Regions from separate parts of the Sus scrofa genome. Here region 2 is linked to region 1. The links are chromatin contacts, called in public Hi-C maps. All regions are on one chromosome and are shown on one strand. Each heading gives the region's core, a stretch centred on a gene start, on an enhancer-like site or on the middle of the called end of the contact. The rest is flanking DNA. Distances are from core to core; before and after follow the strand shown.

Region 1 (5,822 bases), core at 2,175-4,674:
CAGTCATCAACTTGGTGCCATGGTGTTGCATCTTTGTCTTACTCATTTTCTGATGGCAGAGAGCATGTCTTGTCTGTACGTAGTCCAGGGTGTTAATCTAGATGGTAACCAAACTAGGTAACCACAGGTCTGCTTCCAGCTCAGATGGAACTACAGAGACTGGGTTTATCCTCCTGCCTGAAATAACTGAAAAAGAAAGACAAAATGTGTGAAGTGATGCTTCTGAAGACACTGGACATCAGACGATGAAGGAGAGACACTTGAGATAAGAGAAACAGATGAGGTGCCCCCTCCCCTCGCCCCAGCTTATCACCTGAGTCCAGATGTGGCCCAAGGAGGAAGAGCGCACAGGGGCAGCAGGATGGGCTCACTGGGTGGCTTTTTGTAGAAGTGATCACTTGACTGTCATGTTCAAATGGAAATGCAAATTCTCAGAAGAGCCAAAGTCACTTTGAAAAAGATGAGCAAAGTTGGAGGAGAAGCACTATCTGATTTCAAAAACTCTTATGAAGTTAGAGTCATGAAACAGTATCATCTTGGCATCAAGATAGGCAAATAGATCAGAACAGAAGGTCTAGAAATAGACCACATGTACATGACAACTGACTTTTGATGAGGTACAAAAGAAATGAGTGGAGAAAGGATAGTCTTTAATGAACAGTACTGGAACAGTTACATATCTGTATGAAAAAATAAAGTTTGAGGCATACCATGTGTAATATACAAAAAAAAAAACCATCAAAATGGAGCATATTTAAAGCCTGAAACTACACAAACTCTAGAAATATAGGAAACTTTTGTGACCTTGGCTTAGGCAGTCTTCTTACACATGACATCGAAAGCACAGTTCACAATAATTAAAAATTGATCATTTGGATTTCATTCTTCAAATTTTAAGATGTGCTTTTTGCAAAATCCTGTAAAGATCATGGAAAGATAGGCTACAGCCTAACCAGAAGATGTTTGTAAATCAAATTATATATCTGATATAGACTAGATTTTATATATATATATATATACTCAAGTCACTTCACCAAAGAAGATACATCTACAGATAGAAATAGGGAAAACAGGGACTTGAAAAGATGCTCAACATCATTAACCATGAGGAAGATGTAAATTAAAGCTGGAGTGCAATACTACTACAAAGCTGTTCTTGTGGCTAAAGATAGAAAAGACGACAATGCCAAGTGTTGGCGAGGATATAGAGCTTTAACCAGTGTGGAACCTGGAGGAAGTTCCCTGAACACATTTCCCATCACCTGGCTTTGCCAACACTACCAGAGTATATCTAATTAGGGAAACAACATCTGAGATAAATGCAGTAGGATGAGACCTGAGCAGATGGTCATCTGCCTTCCACATCAGGAACATTGAACAATTAGGGACCTTAAGAGATTTGAGAGGAGTTTTACTGCACATTGAGGTGTGGTGGGTGCCACACACGGACTAGGATTTAGGGGATTCCTAGCGGAACCACACCTGAAAGCTCTTCATGAAAGAAGGTAGAAAGGGAGGCCTCCAAACTGGCATACACACCAGCAGGACACAACGGTCAGTCTCCACCATTCGAATCTCCATCATAAAGCGAAGTTTGATATTGCAACTTATCTGCTAAGAATGGGAGGGAAATTAAAGGCGGAGAAATATTGGAGGTTGTCCTTCCTATAAGGATGACCTAGAAGTGTGAGGAAAATGCCAGAAATACTTTCAAACAAGCAGACCAAAAAAAAAAAAAAAAAAAAAAATCAAGTATTTAGAAAATAGCATTGTTATTTCTGATCAATAACTTAGCACTATAAATTAACCAGGCAACAAGTAATGAGCATTCGACTTCAGTGGTTGTATTTTTAGCCAGAGAAGCACACATTCAGGATTCAAATCATGGAACTGAGAATCGCAAATTTTTATTTTTTTCTGAACACAGCTCTTTGTGCCCTGCTGCCCTTCCCCTTCCTCTTTGGTCAAAGCTGTGGGGTTTTCTCAAAGAGTCAACCATCTGGTGCTTTAATGTTCCATCTGCAAAGTAGAGACAAATATTATTGTTCTCAAGACGCAAAATAGGGGTCTAGTATATACTCCTTCAGTGAAGTAATAGACTGGTTTTTCAACACTTAAATGCTATCAGGGGTTATATTAGTTACCATCATCTTTGAGGGACTTAAAACCCTACAGAGGATGAAAACTACTTCCTGACTCTATAACTGTAAAAACAAACTTCCTCATTTCAGTAGAAATGACGCTATTAGCAACCAGTCAATACCATAAAACATGCATTTCCTAAGACTGATTCAGTTTTCAAATTTTCTCAGTGCTTTTTCTTTTATTTTCTTTTAAGGTGGAATGAAGCTCAGCAGCCTTCTAGCTGTTACTGCCCTTTCACATAGGAGCAAAGTAAAGCCTGGAATGACTGAATGACTTGACTAGCTTGACATAGCAGAGACCCTGGGCCTACTGATCTTTTTTCTATGCAAGAGCAGGTATGAGATGAATGGCTCGTCCCCAGTTAAATCCTAGGGGAAATATGTGTCTAATGCTCCATTCAACCTGCTCTTAGTACCAGGTTGCAGTGGTGAATCTGTTGTAAAAACTGATGGAAGGGATGGTATGAGCCATGGTGATAAAGTAACGTGGCTTCCCAGACTGGTTCAGTCCTCCATCACTCGAATCATCCTGAAGTGCCAACAAATCAACAGGGGGGCTATCCAAGAGAGAGGGTATGGAAGATTTTTTTATTCCTGAAGGCCAGACATCAATGCCCAAACATAGGATGTCTTCAACTTCCAAGGAAATTGTAGGATGAGAGCAGTGGGAATGGGGAGTTGGGATGCAGGGGTGAGTTGAAAGGCTTTCCTGTGAATCTCTACCTATTGGCAGATACATCCCCGCCAAGCCAATCCTGGTGAGACCTGGACTGAGGAAGGGGAAAGTTGCTGAAAGGTAAGATGGATCACAGTTCGGTGGAACAAAAAAGCTATTTCCAGAATATGGAACTTTATTTTTTTAATTAAAAAAAATTTTTTTTGTCTTTTTGCCATTTCTTGGGCCGCTCCCGCAGCATATGGAGGTTCCCAGGCTAGGGGTCCAATCGGAGCTGTAGCCACCGGCCTACACCACAGCCACAGCAACGCGGGATCCTTAACCCACTGAACAAGGCCAGGGATCGAATCCGCAACCTCATGGTTCCTAGTCGGGTTCGTTAGCCACTGAGCCATGATGGGAACTCCCCAGAATATGGAACTTTAAAACAAATAAAAGGAGAGAAGAAGATGTTTATCTGGGGACTCTAGGTAATATTCATAGAAGTTACACATCTGATGCTTTGAAATGTGTACTATCTCAAACAGATGTCCATAGCTGGATTTCCACTGAATATACAGGAAGCCCTGCCTCCTGTTTTATCTGCCTGCTGGGTCTGTGATTATAAAGGCAGTTAGGAGATTAGAGCTGGCCATGCCTAGCCACACCCGCTATTGCCAGTCATAATCTCCTCTGAACAACAAGAACAAGTATACGTCAGAATCCTAGACCTTCAGAGTGAGAGGGACCCCTGAAGAGAGTTTCTATCCTTGACACTACTGATTTTGCATGTGCAGTAATTCTTTTTACGAGGGGCTGTCCTGTGCATTGTGGGGTGGTTAGCAGCATCCCCGGCTCTACCCACTAGAGGTCAGTAAAGAGCTCCCCTGTGATGACAACCAAAAAAAACTCTCCAGGTGTCAGAAGTCCCTGGGGTGTGTGTGAAATCACCTTTGACTGAAAACCACGGCCCTAGAACACTGCACCCACCCCCTCTCACACCTTCTACATGTAAAAAATGAAAACACTTATATAGGACAGGAGTAAAATGGAGGGGTTTGGGAATAGCTCTGTAAAGCTCAGTGAAACTGTTACACTTTATATGCTTCTAGGAAAAATAAAACATAAAATATTAAATATTTAAATTTATATAAAATTCTAAATAAAATCTTTTTTTTTTTTTTTTTTGCTTTTCAGTGCTGTGCACGCGACATGTGGCAGTTCCCAGGCTAGGGGTAGAATCAGAGTCACAACTGCCAGCCTATACCACAGCCACAGCAATGCCAGATACTTAATCCACTGAGTGAGGCCAGGGATCAAACCCATATCCTCATAGATACTAGTCGGGTTTATTACCGCTGAGCCACAATGGGAAATCCCATTTCAAAGTTTCATTTTTTATTGGTCTTTTTCTCCTTTTAGGGCTGCACCCGCCGCATATGGAGGTTCCCAGGCTAGGGGTTCAATCAGAGCTGTAGCCGTTGCCCTACACCACAGCCACAGCAACTCGGGATCCGAGCCAGGTCTGCGACCTACACCACAGCTCACGGCAATGCCGGATCCTCAACCCACTGAGCGAGGCCAGGGATCAAACCCCATCCTCATGGATGCTAACTGGGTTCACTAACTGCTGAGCCGTGACGGGAACTCCCCATTTCAAAATTTTAAATGAGAAATTTGAACTTACTTCCACTGACGTATCTTTTTACTGACAGATATTCTGCTTGAAATGGCTTTATGCAACACTGATCAAGATATTTGAATGATTGCTTCAAATTCTTAGCAGTCTCTATCAACAAGTAACTTTATTCACACAAGCAGGTGATAAAAATATTTTAAATCATTGTTTATAGCCATTTGAAAATCTATTCCTTTTGAAATGAAAGAACCTAGTTGTGTATCCTTTTCTTACACTGACAACTCAGTTTAATTAATTAATTAATTAATTATTTGTCTTTTTAGGGTCGCATGCACGGCATATGGAGGTTCCCAGCCTACGGGTCCAACTGGAGCTACAGCCGCCAGCCTATACCACAGTTACAGCAACGCGGGATCTGAGCCGAGAAAGTGACCTACAGCACAGCCCACAGCAACACCGGATCCTTAACCCACTGAGTGAGGCCAGGGATCGAACCCCAAACCTCATGGTTCTTAGTCGGATTTGTTTCTGAGGTACCATGATGGGAATTCCTAGAGTTTAAAATTTTTATCATAAAATATTTCACATTTGAATTTTTACCTATCTTATGTTTCAAAATAATCATGAGGATTGAATTTCTACATTTCATATGCACTGTCAGAGTGGCAGTCCTGCAGCCAGCATGGGATTCTTGTCCATCAGCTGCAGATGAGCAAGAGACTCTGATATATGTAAAGACAGAAATCCTGGGCTACCATTTGTCGCTGGGCAGACCAGAAAGCCCCACCTGATTTCTGTACCCATCCATCCCCAACTGGCTGCATCTTGGCCTAAGCGCCAAGCTCTGGGCACCTGGCAACGAACTCCCTACTGGTCCTCAGACTCTGCCTAGGATTGTTAGTGCAGTGTTCTGCAGCCTGTGGATGCCCAGGATGTAGAGAACCTTCTTGGCTGCCCTCAGGGCATCACGGTGAAGCAATGCATGGGGAGATGGCACCTTATCCGAGGTCTTCTCTGGGAACTCCGAGGGTGCCCTTGGACTCCGCACTGCTAAGACCACTTCCCAGGGAGTGGTGATGAGACTCCTCTTGGTTAGAGGCACCTGGCCCCAGAGCCTCAGCCACTCTGCGTCCCACAGGGCGCTCTGAGAGTTGAATGATTCAGTCATTCAGAGCACACAGGAATCCATCTGTGGCACCACTGTAATATGGCACCTAGCTTGTGAAGCCCTGCCTTAGAGAATTTCACCTGCTCTGGGTGAGTATACCCCATGGCCCAGAGAAGGGTGCGATTCAAGCGACTCAACTCAGGTCACATGCTGGGGCCAGACTTCTTACTCCTGGTACTGTAATCACATAGATACTTCATTTCTTCTCTCTCTTTT
Region 2 (5,822 bases), core at 1,772-4,271, 100 kb after region 1:
GGTGCAGCCCTAAAAATGTGTGTATATATTTATATATTATTAAGGGAAGACTACACACATTCCTGTCATGTCTAGAATACAGTTTTCATATGTTCCTACAGAAATCCTAGGGAGACCACGTGGTTTTTTAAGTTATTTTTTGAATAATTTTGTGTGTGTGGCACTCAGACTTGAAATAGAAAAGGGAATAAACATAAGAGAGATTCCAAATGACTGGATCCACTTGATCCAGAGGCACATTTCAGAGAACAGGTGTTTTGTTTATCCCCCACAGTGCCTGCCCTTCCAGATAAATGGGATTAAAATTCAATATCCTGGCACAGTGGTTAATGAATCTGACTAGGGACCATGAGGTTGAGGGTTCGATCCCTGGCCTTGCTCAGTGGGTTAAGGATCTGACATTGCCATGAGCTGTGGTGTAGGTCGCGGACGCGGCTCAGATCCCATGTTGCTGTGGCTGTGGTGTAGGCCGGAGGCTACAACTCCGATTTGACCCCTGGCCTGGGAACCTCCATATGCAGCAGGTGTGGCCCTAGAAAAGACCAAAAAAAAAAAAATTCAATATCTTGTATGTAATACTTAACCACAAAACCACTGGAGGTGACTTCCTCCATTTTTTTTTTCACACTCCTCTCAAATACACAGACAAGAGTTGAGATGTCTGTAGTAAAACTCATTTCAAGCCAGACTTGCACATACCTTCTTTCTTGCTCGGTTTTGCCCTGCTGCTTCAACGCAAAGAATTGCCTCGCTGACTCTTGAGTGTGTCTGAAACAGCCCTTAGCCTCTATTTCCTTCCGGAAGAGCACTTCTCCCAAGGAAGCTTTTCCAGAAGTGACACAACCCTGCCATTCTCCCCCGCTGGCCTCCCATAGAAGAAAAAGTCCCTCTAGTTCCCAAATACTCAGGCTTCACTCCCTTGGTGTCTTCCACATCGCCACCCACCTGAGGTTCTCAGTACTTAAGACCAGCCATTCACCAGGATAGTAGGGAATAAGCCGCCTGCTCAGAGCATTGTGAATTGACCAATATGCAAAATGACTTTTGGACCATATATCACAATTCTCCTTCAGGAAGAGGAAAAAGGGGACCTGATTTCCCCTCACAAAGGAAATACAGTAATTATAGCAGGGAAGCACTGAAGAAGGAGGAGAACACTTCAAGGATCCAACAATTCAGTGCCATCCCCCCAGCTCCTTCCTTGTCTATTACAGAGAAGGAGCACACGCATGCTCCTAGAGGTGGGACTTATCAGTGAGATGTCACCGACTGGCCAGTGGGATGTGGCGGGAACTTACTCCACTGCCCTTAGTCTGGTCAGCCCTAATAATTTTTAGATGAAAAGTTAATGTTGAAGTGAATGAGGATTTGGTCTGTCTTCAATTCTTAATCCACGGTCAAGACTTTCTGGTCTCACTTAAGCGCCTTCTTATCACAGTAACTAAGGCAGGAGGCACAGAGGTAGAGGGGGCTAAAGATGAGGCCATCCAACCCCAGCTACTTATGGGTACAGTCAAAGGAAAGGACCAGTGTAGCTTAGGACTAGCCTCTGCACCAGAACGCTGTAGCTCTAGCACCAGATCCTGTGCTTGGTATCTAGCAGATATTCAGTAAATACGCAGAGAAAGTGCTTGCCCACGCAGCCTGCAGAGTATCTAGGAGTTCCCTCTGTGATGCAAGGGGATTGGCAGCATCTTGGGAACACCGGAACATAGGTGTAATCCCCCACCTGGCACAGTGGGTTAAGGAACCCGTGTTGCCCTAGCTGTGGCTTAGGTTAAAACCGCGGCACCGCTTGGATCTGATCCCTGGCCCGGGAACTCCATATGCCGCAGGGCACAAAAAAAAAAAAAAAAAAAAAAAAAAAGCAAACAAGTATCTAGAGGCTGATAGTACCTCTGTAGTATCTGTAGTACTGTGGAAAGTGCATCAGCTTTGCAGTAAGACTCATGCTTTTTTGACTTTGTCTTCTACCACTCACTGTGTGATATCCTGAACCTTGATTTCCTACTCAAAAAAGGATAGGAAGTTATCGCATAAAATTATAAAGAAATTAAAATGAGATAAAAGTATTTTGCCTGGCTGCTAGTTTTTAGTACACACAGGAGAATAATTTTAATGGTAATCAAAGTAACCTCCAAACGTGGTATGTGTTGTGGGGGAAGGAATAGGAAGGGAGATAGAAGAACTGCATATTCGACAAGGGGTTTAATAGTCAGGATCAGCCACCTAATTTGCAGGGGCCAAGTGCAAAATAAAATGCAGAGTCCCTTGTTCAAAAAGCAGAAAAAAGTGCTCTGAAAGGTAGTAAAATAGAAAGCTTTATCCTTTCTTCTCTCAAACTGTCATTGTGGTATTGTATTTTTTATTTTTTTTTAATTTTTTTGGGGGGATCAATTTATTTATTTATTTTTTAATTTATTTTTTAATTATTTCCCCCCAAATTTTTTTTTTTTGTATTTTAAAAATAAACCTGCTATTTTAAAATAGCTCTAGATTTACTGAAAAGTTGCAGCGATAACAGAGAGAGTTCCCATCTCCCCCACATCCAGGTCTCCCTGTTGTTAACACCTTATAATGGCACATTTGTCACAATTAATGAAGGACATGCAGAGGGATGCCAGGAGGAAAGTGCGGACCCTCATAGGACCCCAGAGGCCCTGCCTCCTAAGACTGAGGGCATATGCACAACTTACCAGCAGCTGCGGTGCCCCTACCTGCCAGTTTCGAAACTGATGTGCTGTCCCCTGGCCCCACACCCAGGGCAGGCTCTGGAAAAGTCAGAGATTTCCCTTCATAGGCTACCAATGGTCCAACCCACAGCAGAGAGGTGACAAAGAGTGCTGCCATCGCTGCACTGGGATGTGCTAGATACCTGGGTCAGGGGTGGACAGGAAGTGCACCTCCACCAAGACACGGCCTCTGTCTACCATGTAACATCCATGCCCCACCTGAGACGTTGCCAGGCACACACGCCTAACTCAGACGCTCTCTGCACCTGCACCCAGGCCCTGATGGGAGTGGATGGCAGCAGGGGTCACAGGCAGGCATAGGGAGAAGGATGCTGGATGAGCCCTGGGGTGCTAAGGATCAGGGAGACGGGTGGCTGAGGACATGACCAGGGGAGGCAGGCAGGTGACAGGAGATGGGAGAGTGCTTGAGCCAAGGCTCCAAGCCACGGGAGTATATGCTCCATTTTCCCATCAGACATACAAAACACAAGATCAAAGATAAAATCATTACGAGTTTCAAAACTGACTACGGCGCCCTTCTGAGTGAGGGGGCCCTGTGCAGCATCCGGACTCGCAGGCCCACAAAGCTGGTCCTATTGCTTTTCTTACAAAAAGAGGCTCCGAGAAGGGACAATGCTTAGCACCCCAGAAGCAAATCTCAAGAGGATAAGAGCCAGTAATGGGACTATGTATGGTCATGGGGTGGCTCTAGTTGTCAAGAATTTCCAGAAGGAAAAAGGAGCAGGGAGAACCTCCCCTCTGTTCTTCCCTTCTTTCCCTCTTTCACTTCAATAAGAGCAACAACGGAAGACTTCCTTCCTTCTGCCGGTCTGGTAAGTGTTGCGTTTGACCTTGAGAAACAGGAAGAGGAGCTGGGTGGATAATAAATATTAATCTGGTAATAATACACGGTATTCATATAGCTTCTTTCTCAAAGGAGCTCCAAGCACACTGCCATTAATCCTTGCAACATCTCCGTGCAATAAACACCCAAGAGGTATGATTATCTCTCATTCACCTTAAGGCAAAAGCTAAGTCTGAGGTTAAATTAATAGAACAAGATTCTGGGCAAAACCATATCTTGGTCAATGGAAGACAGGATTCACCTCAGGACTGAAAATGCAGGCATTCCTGAAACTGCTGCTTTTAAAGTGGCATCGAACCCTTAGGTCTTTTCTATTTAAAATTGTGTAACTGCTTTCCTAAATGTTGTCATTTCTTGACTCTCCTCTTCCCTTTTCTGATCCAGCTAACGCAGCCACTAGCACGATATTTACTGTGCAATATTTACTCAGAAAACCTGGCTTGGTTCTGGTCCCGCCTCTTGCTTCTGTGGGTAACCTCAGGCAAGTTACCTACATTTGCTGAGACTACACTTCTTTATCTTACAATGAACACAGGAAAAATGCTTACCCAGTTCTCCCAGGGGAGGTAGCATGGGAGAATACACACAAAACCAGAGCGCAAACTTTCAACACACATTCTGTCAATATCATATTTATTATTACAGATGGGATATGGGTGCCGTGTAGAAAATTAGAAAATTACAGAGAAGCAAAAACATCAAATGGATAAAAATATCACATTTTTACCAAGCAGAGATACCATTGGTAGTCCCCTTGTGCATATCCTTTCGTGTGTGTGTGTGTGTGTGTAATTAAAACAGATGACATGGTACAAACTGTGGAGTAACAATCTTTTTTTTTTTTTTTCAGTCAAGGATCTCCTCTCTTCTGCTTTGATACTTTTCCAGCTCAGCTAATACTTAGGCCATATTTCAAGAGTCCCCGTTTTTTCATGCACGTTCAATAGAACATGGGTGTCAGTAGAGGAGTGCTGGGCATGACAGACGCAGAGAGAGGTGACAGGAAAGGGCGATAAGAAACCTCAGCCTGGCCACAAAGGGCAAGCTGCTCAGAGCTAGAAAGCCTGGGAACGGATCTGAGCAGAGACGAAGTCAGTGGTCCAGCTGGTAACAGGCCTCAGGTGCCCTGAAAGTTGGCCCCACACTCTGCGTAGGAGAGCATCTTCTTATTCCTGCTCTCTGGGGGAGAAGGGGACAGAGGCCTTTACATACTTATATCATTTGACTCGGAAGCTCTCAGTATGAGGGTTTTTTATTTTATTTTATTTTACTTATTTATTTATTTTGCTTTTTAGGGCCGCACCCACGGCATATGAAAGTTCCCAGGCTAGGGGTCTAATCAGAGCTACCGCTTCCGTTTTATGCCACAGCTGCAGCAACGCAGGATCCGAGCTGCCTCTACGACCTACACCACAGCTCCCGGCAATGCCAGATCCTTAACCTACTGAGCGAGGGCAAGGATCGCACCTGCAACCTCATGGTTCCTGGTCGGATTCATTTCTGCTGCGCCACAATGGGAACTCCAAAGGGCTTCTTAATACAAGTGAGAAACCTGGGGCTCAGAGAGGTCCCAAATCCACATAATTAGCAAGTGAAAGCATCATGAGATACCTAAAATAAAAATATTTGCTATCAACTATACCTCAATGCAATTTTTCGTTGAGATAGGATTGAGACCTACAGAAAAAGCTGGGCATGTTTCATGTATTCAGCTGGATGAGGTTGAGGGTAAATACATAGCCGTGAGCCCATCACTGAAAATAATCACATAACCCTAAGCATCACTTCTAAATATTTTCTCCCTCCCTCTTTGTGTGTGTGTGTGTGTGTGTGTGTGTGTGTGTGTGTGCGTGTGCCTTAACAATTTTTTACATGTATTATACAGCCATGCTATATACACAGTGGGTCTAGGACTTATCCACCTTACGCATTTGAAACTTTTGACCAACACCTTCCCAATCCCCCTTCGCCCAGCTCCTGATACAAATACCACTCTACTCTCAGCTTCTATGAGTTTGAGTATTTTAGATTCCTGATACAAGGGATCATTCTAAATGCATTTTTTTTTTTTGTCTTTTTGCCATTTCTTGGGCCGCTCCCACGGCCTATGGAGGTTCCCAGGCTAGGGGTCCAATTGGAGCTGTAGCCACCGGCCTACACCACAGTCATAGCAATGCGGGATCCGAGCCGTGTCTGCAACCTACACCACAGCTCATGGCAATGCC

Evidence for each region. A called contact is a pair of places that touch in the nucleus more often than the background predicts.
Region 2: a Hi-C map of omental adipose tissue shows a contact between it and region 1, with 1.6 times the contacts expected there. The contact joins two enhancer-like sites. A contact is called at or near these places in 15 of 47 Hi-C or Micro-C datasets (alveolar macrophages, blood, embryonic fibroblasts and 8 more) and 2 of 2 datasets of contacts at active chromatin or transcription factors (alveolar macrophages and skeletal muscle).

Annotation. Positions count from the first base shown.
Region 1 is chr6:146,112,412-146,118,233 of Sscrofa11.1, forward strand. It overlaps LOC102162079 (a long non-coding RNA gene), which reads left to right. Exons shown (of 8, transcript XR_298679.3): 4 at 2,339-2,480; 5 at 2,878-2,940. Among named protein-coding and RNA genes, the nearest start is that of SGIP1, 64 kb to the left of the region's middle. Within about 2 kb of position 3,425, at least 27 of the 83 cell types and tissues checked have an H3K27ac peak or open chromatin away from gene starts, as enhancers often do. A contact at or near this core is called in alveolar macrophages, omental adipose tissue and retroperitoneal adipose tissue, where this site is marked.
Region 2 is chr6:146,212,665-146,218,486 of Sscrofa11.1, forward strand. The region is part of intron 8 of PDE4B (phosphodiesterase 4B); the gene reads right to left. Among named protein-coding and RNA genes, the nearest start is that of SGIP1, 160 kb to the left of the region's middle. Within about 2 kb of position 3,022, at least 8 of the 83 cell types and tissues checked have an H3K27ac peak or open chromatin away from gene starts, as enhancers often do. A contact at or near this core is called in alveolar macrophages, omental adipose tissue and retroperitoneal adipose tissue, where this site is marked.